Regions from separate parts of the Gossypium arboreum genome. Here region 2 is linked to region 1. The links are chromatin contacts, called in public Hi-C maps. All regions are on one chromosome and are shown on one strand. Each heading gives the region's core, a stretch centred on a gene start, on an enhancer-like site or on the middle of the called end of the contact. The rest is flanking DNA. Distances are from core to core; before and after follow the strand shown.

Region 1 (3,026 bases), core at 308-2,807:
AGACAATTATACCTGGAAAATCAGACTTGCTAGAGAATAACTTCTTCCGAGATTTCGCTTTCCAGTCAAATAGCTGAAAAAGTCCACCTACATAACCTCCATTTTTTGGTCCTTCTTTGTCAACCCCCATTGTATAAAAGCAGAATTTGAACTGTTTAACTTATACAAGCAAATGATACAAGAGAGACAGAAACTCCACTCCACCGGCCAAATCCATCTGCAGACATTATTAGACACAACAAACAGTTAAGTACGGACCAAATTGAAATTCTGACCATTTTTTTCTAAAAAGCATATGCATGCTATTCAACACTCCAAGATAGGAGCTTTCTTTGTAATTTCAGTCAATATTTTATCAGATGAAATGGAAGATCAGATATCTATCTGGTACCCTAAAAAGGATGTTAAAAGCCTATCAATGGAGATGAACTTGTTTCTTTTTACCCTGAGATCTCTAAAAACACAAAACACGGCCAAATGTAGCATCTGTATCTTCATTTTTCATGCCACTTAACTAGACATTGCACACCTTTTTTTCTGCCATTGACTTGGCAGAATTTCAAACAGCTAAAATTTGTCAAACAAGCAAGACAATATAAGAACATGAAATGAACACAAAAATCACATTGTCACCATCTTAAATCTATGTCATAGTGCACTCATTCTTAAGATATTTAGCTCTTTTATTCCCACACTTTCCGGTGACAAGCAACTTACAATGTCAAAGCCCTTCTATATCAACATCTCTACAATATTATACCATTTGAAATTAGCTTTAACAGATGAAGTTCCTATGGTACTAAGAGGGATTAACAAAAAAAAAAAATTGTAGAAACTAATTGCATACTCTCATTTTACCAAAACAAACACCTTAGATCCCAATTCTAATAAAATCTGCAAATAAAAGGCTGTCTGAGAATGATAGAAAGAGATAAATTGCCCCTATAATTTAGCAAGCAATTCAATTTAATTCAACATCCGTCGAGAAGACTAGATTCAAATATTTTAAGGGCACAATCCTTTAAAGAAAACAATTCTTTGACAAACAATAAATAAACATACAGGCTCAAACCAACAACACAATGATCAATAAGCAGCAATTTGATAAGAAAAGCAATTGCCAAATCCCCCCCCCCACAAAAAAAAGAAACAAAAAGAAACCCAGAACTTTAAATGGAAGAAAAAGACTTACACTGAAGTCCAATGAATGAGATCAGCTTAAATGCAGCAATATTTCATGGTTTCAGCTTAAATGCAACAATATTTCATGGCTCAACTTAAATATAGAGAAAAGGACAGAACATTGCAATGGGGTTCAGCTTAAATTTGAGATTTTTGGGAGAAACAAAAGTGAAAGGCTCCTCCTTTGAGAGTCAGAAAAGGACTGAGGGATAAAGAAAGAGAGAAGGGTGTGTTTGTGTGTATGTGTGATGTAGTTCAAAGCAATAAATGGAGACACAGAGTAAATAATAGCATAGGGGTTTTCCATTTTTTTTAAAAAAAAAATAAAATTAAAATTGCTTTGCTTAAAATTTTGTAATTTAATTTTAATCATTATTAAAACGAAGTGGAATTAAAAAGCCTATAACGTCTCTTTTAAGAGGGTCGAGATTTCAAATTCCAAACAGACTTTTGACTGTTCCTGGGAATTCTGATAAACTTACAAGTGGGTTTCAATTAGTTTGTGTACTACTTAATGGATTGGTAAACACGTGTTCAAATCCCTTTCTGTAAATTTGAGGCAACTTGGTAATTCAATGTCTAATCAAATGGGCCTTTAATCTATAATATATAAATTGATATTACAAGTTAATTTCTGAATTTAATTAATTTTAATATAAAAATTTGATTTTAATATATTTTATTAAATAAATTTAAGAACACCCACATATTTTAATTTAAAATATTTATTTCAAAAATACATCAAATGTTACTTTTATTATTTTCATAAATATTTTAAAAGTAATTTTAAAAACTCTACTCCTATTGTGATCTTGCAATATATCGTAATAATAAAATAAATATTTTTCTTAAATAATTATACTTAGTTTTAAACTTGTGCAATGTACGAAGGTACATTATATTTTAATAAATTTTAAATTTAATATTAATAAAGTGATAATATTTTTATTTTTATTTATATTTGAAATATTTGTATTTAATAAAAAGAACTAGAATCAAATTATAATTTATAGCATAAAAACTTCTCAACAAAAATTAAAATGAAAAACTTATTTTAATTAACATTAAACTATAAAAATTGATGTAAACTAACAAGTGATTGGATGTAATGGTAAAACACATTGCAACTTTTAATAAGAAAATAAAATTCAAACTTTAAAGATAATATTATTAAAAATAATAATCATAAATCTTGAGTTTACCTCTAGTAACCCAAATTGAGTCGCACTAACACCATTAATATTCATAACATTACAAACTAAAAATCAGAACCATTTTCCATTTTCTAACACCATGCTAAGAACATTGAATTTCTTTGGACCCCAATTTTAGCAAGGGCAATATTCCAGCTACTTGCTTAAATTAATTGCTTATAGTTTATTGTCAGTGACACATTAATTTAATTAAATATAAATTTAATAAACATAAATTTATATTTATAGCTTTGTATATTACGTTAATAAATATCTTTGAATTAAAAATATTTTCGAATAAATATCTATCTAATTTATGAATGTATTATTTGTTAAAACGTCCACATGAGCGAATTTGGATATTTACAAAGATATTATTATAAAACTATTAAATCTAATTTTACCTAAATTTCCATGCACTTAAAATTATATGTAACATTGGATTGGAATTTTAATAAATTATAAGTTATAGATATTATTATAAAACTATTAAATGTAATAAACTTTTATCTATTTTATTTAAGCATACTTATCTCGTACAATTTCCTTAAACTTTATATAATTATACTTTCCTTTTTTAATTCTCTATTAGAACTTGTTGTGATCTCTCTTAACAAAATTTTAGGCCAATTTTTAGGTTTAGGCTTGGTT
Region 2 (3,026 bases), core at 392-2,891, 230 kb after region 1:
CGTATACAATTGTCCATCTGATTTGATCTTACCAGAGGTAGAAGATACAGATGGAATTGTTCAAAGCTTCACAATGGGGACTTCTCATGAACCTCTCACTTCAGGAAAGCTGAAGGATAGAAGGCCAAGAGATGGGATTGATATAACTCGAAAACGAAGACATTATTCTGATTCTTGCTGTGGGCATTTCGAACATGATTCATCAGATTGCCCAATGATGGAAGGGGACAATTTGAATGGAGATGCATTAGGATATATTTAAGTTGAAGCATCAGAAGCCTTTAGTAGGTTTACAAACAACAAATGCTTGATGTTATTGTTAGTTACTCTTCCAAATTTTAGATGGAAAAAAAAGAATCCCATAAATCCAAATATAAAGATCTGTCTAGGATTACAAATGTCAGATTCCAACCTTTAAATTCGCTAAATACCATCATTTAGAGATAGTTTATTTTTTTTTTTTTAAATTATTCTACTGTATAAGTAACAACTTTGTGAAACATAAACTTTGAAGTTTATGCTGAAAGATGAATTAATTATATAATTGTAATATATTCTTGGAATAAACCAGAGAAGATTAGAAGGCACTGCAGCAAACCGACATCAATATTCTTAAGTCATTGTTGCATTTGTTCTTTCAGGGGGGGTATCACTTTGTTGGGTTATTATTCCTTTCTCTAAAGTTGGCAAATCTCAACAATTGAAACTTTAGGCATCTAGGAACTTTATGTTTTGTTTGGTCAACATTGAAAGCCAAACCTGTTTTGTTTCATTTTTATAGTAATTAAATCTCTAAACTTCAAAATTTTGTTAAAATGTCCATGGTTAATTAGTAATCGAATTAGTTAGTTATTAATTTTTAATTTGATTGGTTTAATCATTGATTTAGTTTCAATTAAATAAATTATTAAAAAATTAAAAAAAATCATAAAATCCATTCAACCATATAGACTTGATCAAAATTTTATTTTAATTTAATTGATTCAGAAAGTTCGTAATTTAACTAGTTTAATTTTATTTAAACTAATTGATCAATTAATTTTCGATCCAATTAATTTAATGTATCAATCTAATTCCCAACGTTTGTCGGATCCAATGCTAAGTTAAGTGGCATCTTAATGGAAAAAACAGTAATGAGAAAGCTTATTCATATTTAGTGAGGATACAGATAAGAACCTTTGACCATGTACTTGATAAAATTGTTATTTAACTTCTCCAAAAAAAATATAATTCATATCTTGATTTTTTTTAAGCTTTTAACTTAAATCAAAATTTAATGTGACATAGAGAATATAAAAAATAATCATAATGTGAGCTGAAACAGTAACATTGGTATCAGGAGACTGTTTTTCTATTACAATTGCAATGTCTAAGAAATTCCACTTTGAGGCAAAGGTAAAGAAAAAGAAAGGATGGGAAATGCACTTTGAGATAAAAGACGGTGGAAGATGGTGAAGTCTCTAATATTTTACACGTGTCTATGATGAAGCAAAGCCCATTGTGGCCTTCATCTTTAGAAAAATTATAGAAAAAGCCACAATCAATGTGAATAACTTCACAGTAAAGGCCAGAATCATTGGAATCTTTGGGCTTTAAGCAACCTTTGCTCCAAGCTATTCTATAATTCCTTCAGTTTTGGTAGCGCAAACCATTTAATTCCCCGCCCGCCCATCAACTCCTTGCATGAATTCCGTTTTTGTTGCCCGAAAATGCCTAAAACAGTAGGTGTCACACATGCTGATCTCGCCCCAAGTCGTCGAAGCACCGAATTAGGCAGCAAAACCGGTGTTGCTTTCATAGTTGTCACCATCATATGTGGTCTCTTCTGCTTCGTACTTTGCCTCATAGCCGAAGCCACTCGTTCCCAGGTACTTAACTCTCCCCCCTCCCCCCCCTTTTCCCTTTATGTCCTCGCTTCAGTTCGTTGATATACACATGATGTGGCGTAGGAAAAATGGGTGGAGAGTGGAGAAGACGGGAAAGACGTGAAATATGAATGCATATACAGTGGAAGCGGGAAGATGGCATTGTTGTGTTCAGCAGTGGCATTTGTGGGACTTGCAGTGGTGATGTTGGTGGAACATATGTACATGTTGATTGCGGTGAGTAAATCACCGCCGCCGGTTCTGCTTTCATGGGATCCTGATTCCACTCAGTTCAAGACTCTCACCTGGCAGGCTGGATTTTTCTTTGTCACCACTTGGTAACATTCTCAAACATACACTATCAGCCTTCATTCTGGGTTTCACCGCCCTTTTCAATTGCATTGCTTCATCTTCGTGCCCTTTTTCCAGTTTTTTTTTTCCTATGCTGCTTATGAATTTCGATTACCCTTTTCTTTAAACTATTAAGGTTAACTGTATCTTACATCAAACTATGATACAAATTCTAAATTCGAACTTATACTTTAGAAGTTTTCATTGGGCCCTTAAAACATTATCTTAAACATTAAATAACTTGGCTACCTTTGACTACGGTTTTGTAGATATATATATTTACTTTATAGATAACAAGGCTTAACTTTTAAATAAATAAATAATCAATTAAACGAGGGTTTAATAGAAAATTAGCAATTAATTAAGCTATCAAATTTTTTAGATTAATTTTTGACTAAGGGCTCAATTAGGTGTTTTTTTCCACTAGAGTTCGAATTGATTATTAATTTAGAACTTTTTTTTTATCATTTAAGCTTAAAAATAGTCATTTTAAATTTTATTAACATCATCACAATCATATGTTGTTTATCGTATTAAATTCAAACTCTCTATGCGGTTGGTACACACATGTTTATAATTTAGTTCTTGTATTTTGAATATAACCCACAATCAGTATGTCTAAATTGACGACTAAAATGATACTTTAAAGATGATTTTAAAGTTTCAGGATCAATTTTAAAATGTCCAATAATTTGAGGACTTCTGGTGAGATTAATTCAATTATAAAAGCAAAGCAGCTGAAGTTTTCATTGATTCCAATTTCAGGCTTTGCTTTGCGGTGGCTGAGATTTTGTTGTTGATAGGGCTAAG

Evidence for each region. A called contact is a pair of places that touch in the nucleus more often than the background predicts.
Region 2: a Hi-C map of leaf shows a contact between it and region 1, with 4 times the contacts expected there. The contact joins the promoter of LOC108488840 here to the promoter of LOC108486969 in region 1. A contact is called at or near these places in 2 of 5 Hi-C or Micro-C datasets (both in leaf).

Annotation. Positions count from the first base shown.
Region 1 is chr10:108,215,880-108,218,905 of ASM2569848v2, forward strand. It overlaps LOC108486969, which reads right to left and starts at 1,558. Exons shown (of 6, transcript XM_017791136.2): 1 at 1,193-1,558; 2 at 13-217. The coding sequence starts at 130.
Region 2 is chr10:108,447,722-108,450,747 of ASM2569848v2, forward strand. It overlaps LOC108488840, which reads left to right and starts at 1,642. Exons shown (of 3, transcript XM_017793122.2): 1 at 1,642-1,868; 2 at 1,950-2,203; 3 at 2,982-3,026. The coding sequence starts at 1,710. LOC108489214 (protein FAR1-RELATED SEQUENCE 11-like) reads left to right here. Exons shown (of 5, transcript XM_017793578.2): 5 at 1-398. The coding sequence ends at 262.